Regions from separate parts of the Rattus norvegicus genome. Here region 2 is linked to region 1. The links are chromatin contacts, called in public Hi-C maps. All regions are on one chromosome and are shown on one strand. The core of a region is the stretch at or near the end of the contact, and the rest is flanking DNA. Distances in the headings are between cores, read along the strand shown. Region 1 overlaps Tnc (tenascin C). Region 2 has its middle 220 kb from the start of Tnc.

Region 1 (6,773 bases), core at 2,619-5,118:
CTAGGATGCATCTGCTGGTAAAAACAGGTAAGGAATTAGGAAAGAATTGGGGGTCAGTCAGGCTTTTTATAAGTCGCTGGAAAGTATTGGAGACTCCTGTTAATGGGTTAATGGGAAGGGGAAGAAATTGTTTGCCCAGAGGTGTCAGCAGATCTCCAGCCTTGAACCCCAATCACATCAATCATCTCTATTAGGAACACCCAGGGTCATTGCCCTCCTAAGATGGGAAGAGGCTGCCACCTGCTGGTCCCTTTAAGTACTTACCCAAGGCACTTGCTCGGGACAATGAGAAACCTGTGTGGAGAGTTTTCTCTATGTCTTTCACTGTTCACCATCCCCACTCAGCCATTAAGATAGACATTCTTTATATAAGATATTCAGAAATATTAGGTGGGCATTCAAAAATGACTTGATATTGGGTGAGCCTGAGATGCAAACCAGGATGTGCATAGGATTAGATTATCAGCACTTTCCAGAGGGCGCCATAGCACCAACTTGCGCTCTCTTTGCAACCTGTGAGCTGAGGGAATAGGTACATGAATACTCAGGACAGCAGAGTGGATAAAGGGCTGAAGATGGTTACTGGCATTCTTCATGGGACTTAGGCCAAAGGGGTCGTAAGCATTCATGGATTCTGGCACTTAGGGGCTAGGTGAACTTGGAGGAAGTCATTTCTCTCACTTTCCAACCTGTAGTTGCAAATGTGGCATGCACATATGGGAGCTACTTAGTTTGGGGTCCCCCCACCCTACCCCGTGAGTGTTTACTGTGAATTATTAAGCTTTCCTTTCTGGTCCTGCTGGAATTGGGGAAAATCCCAAGTGAGCCTCACTGGGCTTCCTTTGTAGAGACTGAATTCATCTGTGGGGTTCTTGGGGTGACAGGAGGACCAGGAAAGTGAGCCATCTGCTGGATGCTGGTACCAGACACTGACACAAACCCAGGCAGTCAGCACACACTGGTGTTCCTGATGCTCCTGAACCAGAAGGATATGAATGGAGAGGATCCACATCTTTCTAGTGAACAGTTGCTCTACTTAGAGAACAAGGCTAACCATGCCAGGCCTGGGTTCAATATCTTCAATAGTCTCAGCCATAGTCTGTGGACATTAAGTCTTTGAGTCGAGGTCCTACCAACACCTTCACCTCCGTTCCTCACTACCTCCACCCATGTCATCCAGAACAGGCCTCACCTGTACCTCATTACTAGGCTTCTCATAAGCACAGTCACTAAGAGAGGGTTTCTTAACCTACCTGAGAAGCAAAGATTCTGGCACTCAGGACCTTTGGTTTCTCTGAGAGGTTATTGGGGTAACCCACTACAAAGGTAAAGAAATGCAGCTGCTGGATTAATTCATTATTTGCATTTACATTAAAAATAATTTTTTCCATCTGTGGCAAGGAAAAGCATCGTGGTGGATGTGAAGAAGAAGGAGTTGGGGCTAAGATAGATCCTTCAAAGGCATGCCTGGAGGATGACCTTTTCCAGCCACATCTCACCTTCCTCTGTTGTACTACCTCCTAACACTCTCTTTAAAGTCTGAATACATCAAAAGATGAATTATTGATGACTTAGGACCCTTTTCCAGGCTTTGTAAACCCCGTCATGTCTGTCAGGGTTGAGTATAGAGAGGAGCATGGGAGTTTTCTCCTTCAGTTCTCCCAAAGAATAGCTTCCGAGTGTACGCAGACACACAGGGTTGTGTCTGCCTCTAAAGGTGATGGCGTCTACCCTCCATATGTAAGAAGTTTTTGGGCCTCAGCTTCAACTCAGTAAGCTGGACTGGGACCTTCTGCTGGAATAGCCAGCCATGGATGGTGGTTACAGATACCTCTCAGCTAAACACTATAGGGAAGCCTATCTCAGGGGCCCCTTGATTTATTAATATGTTCCTTAGTCAATAATAAAGCTCTCTTTATGAGTATCCAATTCCTCCTGGCCTTTGTGGTGGACTCTAGGGTCCTTATTCACTGAAAAGTCTTCTAGATATAGATAGGAATCTGGATGCTGGGAATTCGTTAAGTGAGCAATGGTCACTAGTGTAAAAGAAAAGAGACAAGAATAAGAATGTATAGGAGAAACATAGGTTTAACAATGGTTCCAAGCAGCCTGATATAGCTATCTCCTGAGAGGCTCATTCAGAGCATGACAAATACAGAGGCAAATGCTAGCAGCAAACCATTGAACTGAGAGAGAGCAGGGTCCGCACTAGAGGAATTAGAGAAAGGATTGAAGGAGCTGAAGGGGCTTGTAACCCCATAAGAACAACAATACCAACCAACCAGAGCTTCCAGGGACTAAACTACAACCCAAATACTACACATGGACAGACCCATGACTTCAGATCCGTATGTAGCAGAGAATGGCCTTGTTGGGCATCAAAGGGAGGAAAAACCCTTGGTCCTGCCAAGGCTCAATAACCCAGTGTAGGGGAATATCAGGGTGGGGAGGTGGGAAGGGGGAGTGTTTGGGGAGGGGAACACCCTTATAGAAGAAGGGGAGGGGCTGGGATAGGGGGCTTATGGACGGGAAACCAGCAAAGGGAATAACATTTGAAATATAAATAAAAAATTTCCAATAAAAAACAAAACACAAACAAACAAAATGGTTCCAAGCATCTAGGCAGTCCTAAGAGTGAGCCACTTCTCAGAATCTCTGAGAAGTGTCTGCCAATGGAGCAGAACCACAGGGCTGGCACAACTCCCCAAGTCTGTGTCTGGGGCAGCAACTCGGTAGGTCTGAAGGAGTAAATGTGAACGTCAGCTCTCTGAACTTCAGGAAGGAAAAGATGTATACACAGTCAACTGCTATGGCTGAACCTCAGGAAGGAATATATCATCCTAATCCTACAGTTGTGGCACAGAGATGGAGTGAAAAATAGGTCCCGTGACTCACCCCCACCCTCCATCTCCCTTCAGTGTACTGCTGGTGCCTCCCGTTTATCATATTCTACCAGATTCTGGAGGACTTTGGTATGATTTACAGGAATAACCTTGGAGTGGACCACAGAACAGAGAGAAAGGAGGAGTGTGGATAACCAAAGGATCTTAGGAGTCACTGAACATCTTGGATATTAATCTCAGGGGTGACTTTGCTTGGCTCATGTCAGGGGACAAATTGTGTGTAGCCTATAGCTTGAAGAGACTTTCTCAGTTAGAGGCAACTGCTTGGAAAAGTCATAGGGTCAGAGACTGAAAGATGTGTTGAGCTTTGAACACTGTAGTCTCAGACCCCTCTGTTACCCAGCTTCCATTTATGGCAATGGTTCTCAACCTTCCTAATACTTTAATACAAGTTCCTCATGTTGTAGGGCCTCCCAAACATAAAATTATTTCATAGCTGTAATTTTGCTACTGTTGTGAATCATAATGTAAATAACTGATATGTGACCCCTAAGGGGCTCATGACCCATAGGATAAGAACCACTGTTTTAAAAGGGCATCTAAATTCTTCCCAAGGCTCTAATTAAGGACCCTTGTCTGATATAGCCCCCTTTCTAATGAGCACTTGATTCTTGTGTGGGTCCTAGGAGGCCTCTTAGCAGCTAGGCCTATCTACAGCTCTGAAGAGAGAAGGGATTTGGGTTTAGGCACTTCCAAGTCAGTGGCCAGTGGAGAGTTAAGCCTCGATCTTAAGGCCTAGTTGTTACAGAGAGCCAGTTGTTTGGGTTTGTGCAGCCAGGACAACGTTGCTATGGCCGAGTTGCAGGTTATGGGTCTTATGATCTGGAACAGCAAATTGTATATGTAACGTGACAGCATTTATTAAAGCAAGATAAACCCAGCAGCAGAGGATCTGGCTGGAGCCATGAATTCCTCTCATCCTGGCTTCTTAACCACTACATTCCATTTGAATGAGGTCCCAGAGGCCTAACCACTTTCGTTAAATAAGCCAATTTGCTGAGAATCTTTAAGACTATGAGTTGGGGATTGCCCTGTGCTTGGTTTGAAGGGAAAGGCTACAGCCCAGGATTCTGACTCACTGCATTGCTGGACAGGCTCATACCTGCTGGGCTGGGTAGGGAGTACATGGTACCTTTAAGTATCTGGACTCAGTTTAGAGCTTCTCTTCTGCTTAAGTCCTTTGATATAGGGGGAGGAGACATGTGGTGTATTTTCTAGATTTAATAATTCAAGAGTGCCCCCACATACCAGACAGTTGAATTTTGCCAATTCTAATTTGTTATTAGAACCCTGTTACTGTGGCACATCAAAAACCAAAAGGGAGAGATTTTCATCAGGGGCTGACAAAAGAGGGAACAGAGACATTGGGGTCAATGGTTTAAGCAGGTTTAAGCAGCTCTGTTTACTATGGGTAAATAGCCAGAGTCAAGCCATAGGAACTGATAGTGTATCTCTACTGTCACAGTCAGAGTCTTCATGCTTGCCAAGCACTGTGCTAGATGCTCTCCTGGATGCACAGCTAACTCTTCATGGAAATACTATAAAGAAGAAACGGGCATTTCCTTTACAGAACAGAGAATTGAGGCTCATAGAAGTTAGGCAGTTTGGTTGAGTTTGGGAGGTCTGCCAATGTTCCCAATCTTTTTCTCATGATAGAACTTCCAGACTTCACTAGAAAATAGACATCAAGGCATCTTTAAAACATAAATCATGAAGAATGAAAAACACCAACCATGAAAATGACAAGCACGAAGTTCCTTCTTAGGATGTAAGTTCTTTCAACTTTCTAGTTGAAAGAAGCTCTAGTTTATTTCCCTTTCTGCCTCCTGTTTTCTCTCTCTTCTTTTCTTCCCTGGAATTGAGCCCTGTGACCCCTTCCCTCTCCTTTTCAGCATCCCTCTCTTTGTTCTGATAGACTGGTTTTGGCCAAATTCAGACTTGACAATGAAAATCAAAATGACAGCCAGACTGAAAAGTACTGTGCTTTTTATTAAAAAACAACAACAAAAAAATACAATCAGGTACTGTCCAGACACATTTGGGAAGGGAATGTCTCTTTAAAAGTCCTCAGTTTTCAACATCATCATCACCATCACCATTATTATATTAATAATATTAATGTCCTTGAAATTTAAACAATATCATTTTTCTGGCTTCAGTTGTAGGAAATGTACAAAACATCAGTGGGGCGCAGGGCAAGGGGTAACCTCCAATGACGTATGTTTTATCTTTGCGACCCAACCAATAACAATTGAACAGCTTTGTGTAGAATATAGCTGGCTCTGAAAATGACTATGTCCGCTGGATAGCCAGCTCGCCCCTCTCCCATTCCCAGAACCACCCAGTAGAAGTAAAAATCACGGTGTTGCTGTCGCTAGGAGACTTTGCTCAATCAAACAAAAAAGCAGAAACTAGTTGCAGACTGTTGTCTTTGGTGCAAAGGAAGTAATTGCAGAGGGGCCTACGTCAGTGCCTCAGTGATCCATGGTCTGCTTGGATGCCCATCAAATGCCCAAGGATAGCTTCACCGTTGGACTGGTTGTATTGATGCTTTGGTAAAAATCCTGTTTTCTCTGGGCCCCATTCCTCTCTCACCAAATTGTCCCTGGGATTTATGCCCGCTTACGCCTGCCTTCCAGATTTCGGAAGTTGCTGGGTCTTAGTTTCATCTCCGCAAACTGGATTGAGTACTCATGGCCCTTCCAGTGGAACCAGTTAACACCCTGTGAAAAAAAAACCAGAGCCCTCTGGGTTAGTTTCCATTTGGACACATGTTCATGGACCATCACCATTTAGTCATCAAAACACAAAGGGGTTTGTTCCAACTTATAACCACTTGGCATTTCACAGGCAACTGTCTCTTGACTCTGTATTTGCTGGCCTGTGTGTAAAACCTTTCAAAAGGGCCAGCTGAATCTAAATTAATTCTTTACCCATCATTAGGAGTCATCACGATTTAGGCAGAGCCTTGGACAGCCATCTTGAAATAAAATGGTAACTGACATTAATTTCTGTTTTTAAGAAAAAGGGTGTAAGAATTCAGGTCAAGATGAGGTTACTGAGCAGCTGGGTGCAGTGTGTGTGTGTGTGTGTGTGTGTGTGTGTGTGTGTGTGTGTGTGTGTGTGTGTGTGTTAATTCACAGGATACTGATAGGGGTATTTTACTAAGGGTCTAGCATAGAACAGCAAAAATGAATGTGGGTAGAGTAAAAGCATTGCAGACTGACATGCAGTGTTAGGGTTGCAGAGCAGCACATCCGTGTGAGGGCTGAGGGGATGATTCAACAAGGAAAGGAGTTTGTCTCTCAAACCTGAGTTATATCCCGAGAACCCACAAAAAGGTGAGAGGAGGGAGCAGACTACATTGCTGTCTAAATGTGTGTGTCTCCGTACATATACCATGTATACACATACACACACACACACACACACACACACACACACACACACACACACACACTGTAAAAGAGATAAAGGGTCTTGAACAACAACTCCTGTGGGCCTCAGTCTCACTGCATGTGATTTGTATTTTCTTGAGCTCAGAAATATGCTACGATGGGAGTTGTACTAGACTTGGATGGGGTTTGTGGAAAAAACAGAGGGTGGGGGTCTACGCATATGAGGCTTTGGGTATGCTTCCAATATTATTCTGGGACCTGAGGAAGGTCAGCTTTCACAGGGCATGAGTATCTTTGCAAAGCAAAGGGGATTTGAAGTTCATGCCTTCTACCTAGGTCCTTCTTGCGACTATGAAGATGCTTGTGGGTCTGTGCTCTGCCAGGGTGTATATCATCCCTGTTTCCCTTGAATAGCATCCCCTTTCATCAGCTTTACAGAGTTCTAACAGCAATTTTCTCTGTGGGGAAAGTT
Region 2 (6,773 bases), core at 2,881-5,380, 300 kb after region 1:
ATCACAAAACTAAGTCTGATATGAAATTTCTTTGATTTATTTCTTCTTTTATTTATTCAAACACTCCAGAATCACTGCCAAGGTCCAGGGCAAATGTAACAAAGAGCAGGTGTCTCCCAGGGCCTTTACAACTGTTGTGACTGTGTCCCAGAAGGAGTTCATCAGCTACACATGGATGCAGGGTAATAAGCAGTTGCATTGTTTGAGTTAGAAAATTTACTCATGAACTCTATGACACATTCAGTGATTATTTCTTTCTTATTGAAGGAAGAGAATGAAGGCTATAGTGAAAGGATCTCAGAACCAGGAGTATGGCAGCTTGGTGTCTACATGCAAATGCTTTGCCTATTAGAGGGTGATTTTCAAAATCTCCTACTCACAGAATATTTTCATAGATGCAAAGGGACTTGCTTACCTTGGAAGTAGTACACAGGTTTAGTAAGAATTATCCACCATGGAGTCCATTTATTCTTTATGTTTCCTACTTCCTCTTTCTTCCAAATAAGCATTCATTCAGGAATGAATTAATTTCTTCCCTGTGGCTGCTAGAACAGATTATTAAAAATATGGTAGATTCAAACACTGTAATTTATTCCATTTTATTTCTTGGAGAACAAGAGCCAAAAGCCAGTATTGCTGAATTGAAATTAAAGCATCATTAGTGATGTCTCTCTGGACACTCTGGGGAATAATCTATTCATGTTTATTAGTTGCTGATATGATAATTTCTATCATTCCAGGCTCAGCTTCTGTGGATACATTACATTGGGTCTTATATCTAAACACTCCTTCTACACCATCAAAGGACATATGTGTGTACATTTAGGGTGACCCAGAAAGACCAGGATCATCTGCTTGTGTATTAATCATTAACATTCACAATTGAAAAACTTTATTTTACCACAAAATTTAGCATTCACAAAGCCCTTAGTACTAGAATATTAATATTTGGGTTACGATTCAACCTGCCACATCTTGTATTCATGTACTTGCCTGAAGTTTTAGAATGGGTAAAGTATTTTGACTTAGAATATAGGGTTTGGAATGAAAAGAAATCAGCTCAGAGTACTGTCTCTTTCATTTACTAGAAATGGTTTTGTGCAAGCTAGTGATATTATAGTAGTGATAATATAGTGATATTATAGACGTGTCTGTCTCTTTTTTTGCCGTTTAAAAATACCTGAAGGTAGATACCATATAAAGAGAAGAGGTTCAGTTGGCTAGCTCAGACTTGGAGGCTAAAAGTCCAAGACTTGATTGCTGTAGCTGTTTGGCCTCTGGAATGAGCACCTCATTGTCCATGGAATCAGAAGGAAGGTGCTGGGGGCAGAAGGTATCATTTGGTGAGAAGGAGAAACCAGAGGGCAAACAAGATTTTCTAACATCAGAACCTACTGGGGACCCATTGGGACCACATTTATCCTTTCTGAGGGTAGCACTTCTAATACTCTATCTAATTCAGCACTTCTCAACCTGGAGATCATAACTTCTTTGGGGGCTGCATATCTGGTATCCTGCATATCAGATATTTACATTACAATTCATATCAGTATTAAAGTTATAGTTATGAAGTAGCAACAAAAATAATTCTATGGTTGGGGGTCAGCACAAAATAAGGAACTGAATTGTTTTTAAAGAATTTTTGGTACTTTAAATAACAAGCACCAAATGTGTTAATAGATTTTATCATATTTTTCTTCTTTCCATAATTTATTCTTATTTTATTCATACTACATCCCAATTGCAGTTCCCTTCCGGCTTTCTTCCTAGTCCTGCCCTTACAAGTCCTTCTCCTCACTAGCCCACCTTCTCTTTAGAGAATGGGAAGACCCCTTGGGTACCACCCAACCCTAGGACGTCTAGTTTCTGCAGAACAAAGCACTTCCCCTCCCACTGAAACCCAACCAGGCAGTCCAGGTAGAGCAAGGAGATCCAGTGGCAGCCAATAGACTCAGAGACAGTCCCTGTTCTAATTGTTAGGGGATTCACCTGAAGATCAAGCTGCACATCCGCTACAAATCTGTGGGGTGGGGAGGGCTAGGTCAAGTCTCTGCATGCTTTTTGGCTGGTGGTTCAGTCTCTGTGCGCCCCTTTGGGTCCAAGTTAGTTGACTCTGTAGGTCTTCACCTCTTCTGTCTTTGACCCCCTCAGACTTATTCAATTTTATCCCCAACACTTCCACAAAACTCCCAAGCTCCACCTGATGTTTAGCTACTGTATTACAGGGTCACAGCATTAGGAAGGTTGAGTAGCACTGCTCTAATTAGTTCCCATTGAACTTTACTTTAGACTTAAGGATTCAATTACCTCTTAATTCTGCCATGCTGGGGAGGATGTGGAGAAAGAGGAACACTCCTCCATTGCTGGTAAGATTGCATACTGGTACAGTCATTCTGGAAATCAATTAGGAGAATTGGAAATAGACCTTCCTAAAGACTCAGAAATACCATTCTTGGGAATATACCCAGAAGGTGACCCATCATGCCACAGGGGAACATGTTCCACTATGTTCATAATGGCCTTATTTGTGATAACCAGAAGTTGGGACAAACCCAGATGCCCCACGACAGAAGAATGGATACAGAAAATGTGGTTCATTTACATAATGGAATACTACTCAGCTATTAAGACGGAGGACATCCTGAGTTTTGCAGATTAATGTATGGAGCTAGAAAATATCATCCTGAGTGAGGTAACTCAGATGCAAAAGGACGTGCATGGTATGTTCTCACTAATAAGTGGATATTAGCAAAAAAAAAAAAAAAGCACAGAATACCCAAGTACAGTCAGTCCACAGAACTCAAAAAGGCTAACTAAAGGGCCCAAGTGAAGGTCCTCAGTCCCCCTTGGGAGGGAGAAGAAAGCAACCACAAGAGGGCAGGAGGGACCAGGGAGGGAAAGGGGATGGGGTTGAATGGAGAGGGGAACATGATCTGGTATTGGCAGGAGAAAAGGACTGAAGCCCTGAGGGCCAGCAGAAAGAATGGAAACAGGTGATCTCAGGAGGAAGGAGGTTGGGAGGACCCTCCAGAATGTACCAGAGACCTGGGAAGTGAGAGACCCTCATGACTCAAGTGGGGGTACTATAGATGAAATGCCCTACAGTGGGGTTAGGGAACTTGTCGAGCCCACCTCCAGCAGAAAGACAGGGTATCAAGTGAGGGATGGGGTTGCTATCCCACAGTCAAAGCTCTGACCCATAATTCTTCCTGTTTGAAAGAAATGCAGGGATGGAAATGGAGAAGAGCCTGAGGAAAAAGGGTCCAGTGACACACCCAGAGGGGCATCCAGCTCAAGGGGAGGGCCTAACACCTGACACCATTACTAAAGCTATAGGTCGCTCAAAAAAGGCATCTATCATGACTACCCTCCAAAAGACCCAATAAGCAGCTGAAAGATTCAGATGCAGATATGTGCACCCAACCAACTAACAGAAGCTGCTAACTCCTCTGGTTGAATTGGGAAAAACTGGAGGAAGCTGAGGAGGAGCACAACCCTGTAGGAGGACCAGGAATTAGGGAAACAACTCCCTCCACAATAGCAACTGATAATATGAAGTATCTTGGAGTAACAAGTGAAAGGTCTGTATGATAAGAAATTTAAGTCTCTCAAGAAAAAAAATCGAAGATCTCAGAAAATGGAGCGATCTCTCATGCTCATTGGTGAATGAACGTAGGAGATGGCAATAATTGTGTAAAGAGCCATTTAAAATCACATAGAAGCTTAAAGCAACCTTGGGGAGGTGCATCCAGAGCTTCATGCTCTTCAGTCAGAATGGCAGTTTCAATAGAGGGGCATTAGGCTAATTAGGAGTCTATATAAAACAGTCACCAGTTTATAATCTGTAATCTTCTCCCTGTATGTGTTCTACATGTGATCTACCCAGCAGCACTGACTCAGACAAATACTGTTATTTTCAATACTACATAATGAAGTGACACTATTTGGGGAAATGATCCTTCTTTTGAAGGTGTCACCATGACTAAGTGGCCAGGTTCATTCTCAGCTTCCTGTGGAGTTATTGTAAGACTTATGTATTTCTCTCCATACCTATGTGTCTCTCAAACAAACCAGCAGTCACTAAGCACCAAGTCTGAGTCAGACCTTGAGTAATGGGCTGTTTGGGATACAGTTTGGGTAATTTTGATTCTGTGCAGGAAAGCAAATAGAGCAAGAGACAGATGGTCACATACCCATTGTGCAAGGAGTGCTGAAAAAGAAAAGCTGTGTTGGCTCAAGGCATGGCTCGGTGTTTGGGAAAAGAGGACGCAGAGCCAAACAGGGGCAGTGTACTTTGGAGTTAATCTCTGGCTAGCCAAGACAGTAGAATGCTTGGGAAATGGCCTCAGAGACAGACAGGGAGGGCCCTGGCTTTGCCTGCTTAACTGCTGACAGCCTAGCTTTTGGCACTGCCAGCTAACAGCCCAGAATGGCAGAACAGCACTTAGCCTTAAGTTGTTCCATGGCCCTTTGCCTTCCTTCCACATGTCTCTCTTTTCCTGGCATCTTTTCTTCCTGGACACCCAAATTTGTCCTCATTGCTTATCCTCCTCCATTTTGATGGAAGGATGTGTTAATGAAGACGTACATTTTCTGTAAAGGATCAGAAAAGGAAAATAAATGTGTTAAGAAGAAAAGTCACGGTGACCGTAAGAAGCAAATCTACCTCTCATTACAGAATACTGTTCAGTGTGATGCTGGCTTTACATGTGTGAGAGGGTAGTGATGAAGCACATCAGAGAGGACACTAATTGCTTTGATCTGTATGAAGACATAGAGATGGGAAACTGGAATAGGTTTGCCATTTTGTGGGTTTATTTCTGCTTGGCAAATATAGATTTTTATCATGTAAGATTTCCTTTAGAAATCTGTTAAAGGCATTTCAGGGGCTTTGATTTGGGTTGATATTCTAAGAATACGTGCTTTGAGCCAGAGATCCAGGTTTAAACACAAGCTCAATTGATTTGCCTTCTTTTATTCCCCCACATAAAGTGGAAACATCTTTATTGATAGTTTAGGACAATTAAAACACAAGAAAAAATAAAGATGAGACCACAAAAGTATAAAATTGCAGCACATGAGTTAATATTCTTCACCCTCATCGTCTTCTTCAGCACTCTCTGCACCAGTCTCCTCTTAATCATTCTCTAGGGCAGCCAGGTCCTCATGGGCCTCAGAGAACGCCCCCTCCTCCATGCCCTCACCCGCGTACCTGTGCACAAAGGCACACTTGGCATACATCAGATCAAACTTGTGATCTAGGTGAGCCCAGGCCTCAGCAATGGCTGTGGTGTTGCTCAGCAGGCACACAGCTCTCTGGACCTGGCCAGGTGGACACCAGGTACCACAGTAGGAGGCTGGCAATTAATGCCAACCTTGAAGCCAGTGGGGTAACAGTCCACAAACTGCATGGTATGCTTGGTCTTGATGCTGGCAATGGCAGTGTTGACATCTTTGGGAATCACATCACCATGGTACGGCAAGCAGCAGGCTATGTATTTACTATGGAGAGGATCACATTTTACCATCTGGTTCTCTGGTTCAAAGCAGGCATTGGTGATCTCTGCTACTATATGTTGCTCATGGTAGGCTGCCTCAGCAGAGATGGCAGGGACATAAATGGCCAGATGGAAGCAGATGTGAGGGTAGGACACCAGGTTAGTCTGGAATCCTGTCAGATCAACAAACAGGGCCCCATCAAATCTGAGGGAAGCAGTGCTGGAAGACACAATCTGGCTAAAAATGCGATTAAGGTTAGTGTAGGTTGGGCGCTCGATGTTGAGATTTCTACAGCAGATGTCATAGATTGCCTCATTGTCTACCATGAAGAAATAATCAGAGTGCTCCAGGGTGGTGTGGGTGGTAAAGATGTAATTGTAGGGCTCAACCACAGCAGTAGAAACCTGGGGTCTGGGTAAATGGAGAACTCCAGCTTGGACTTCTTTCCATAATCAACAGAGAGCCACTCCATTAGCAGGAAGGTAAACCCAGAGTCAGTTCCCTCGCCAAATCTGTGGAAAACCAAGAAGCCCTGAAGCTCTGAAGAAGCAGTGAAGACACTGGTCAGCTAGCTTGCAAATTCTGTCAAAGACAATGTCAATGACTTCCTTGCCAATGGTACAGTGGCCACGGGCATAGTTATTGGCAGCATTTCCCTTGCCTGTGCTGAGCTGCTCAGATTGGAAGAGCTGGCAGTAGGTGCCACTTCATCAATAACTGTGGGTTTTAGGTCTACAAACACAGTGGGGGGCACATGCTTGCCAGCTTCTGTCTCACTAAATGTGTTGAAGGCGTCATCTCCTCCCCCAATGGTCTTATTGCTTGGCATCTGACCGTCAGGTTGGACGTCAGGTTCCAGGCAGTAGAGTTCCCAATGGACCTATCTGAACACTAGCCTGACCTACGTGGATGGAGATGAACTTATGCACTTTTCATCCTTGAAGTGATCCAAATAAACTGAGGAAGTGAAAAGACGGTGATGATCTCTCACTAACAGACTACAAGGGAGTTCAGGGGAGAAGCTGTGTGTGATTTGCCTTCTTATTGTATATCTTGGATATGTGAAGTGATGGCTGTGCTTTGTTTTATCATATGATTATGCATAGCAATAGTCACAAACTCCAACTCCATAGAGGTGGCTCAAGGATACAGACACTATGGTGTGGAGAAAAGTGACACGAGGAGAGGACAGGGAATGGAAGCAGAGGGGAAGGGAAGGAAAGAAAAAGATTGAGATTCTATACACAGTAGTGGGCATGTACTGAGCATTTGCT

What was found. A called contact is a pair of places that touch in the nucleus more often than the background predicts.
Region 2: a contact with region 1 is called in a Hi-C map of the A7r5 cell line, with 2.7 times the contacts expected there. The contact joins two enhancer-like sites. A contact is called at or near these places in 2 of 12 Hi-C or Micro-C datasets (the A7r5 cell line and Schwann cells).

The regions. Positions count from the first base shown.
Region 1 is chr5:82,386,468-82,393,240 of GRCr8, forward strand. It overlaps Tnc (tenascin C), which reads right to left. Exons shown (of 26, transcript NM_053861.2): 26 at 4,873-5,626. The coding sequence ends at 5,516. Among named protein-coding and RNA genes, the nearest start is that of Tnc, 86 kb to the right of the region's middle. Within about 2 kb of position 3,869, at least 10 of the 93 cell types and tissues checked have an H3K27ac peak or open chromatin away from gene starts, as enhancers often do. A contact at or near this core is called in the A7r5 cell line, where this site is marked.
Region 2 is chr5:82,689,826-82,696,598 of GRCr8, forward strand. It overlaps the pseudogene tuba1c-ps3. Among named protein-coding and RNA genes, the nearest start is that of Tnc, 220 kb to the left of the region's middle. Within about 2 kb of position 4,131, at least 9 of the 93 cell types and tissues checked have an H3K27ac peak or open chromatin away from gene starts, as enhancers often do. A contact at or near this core is called in the A7r5 cell line, where this site is marked.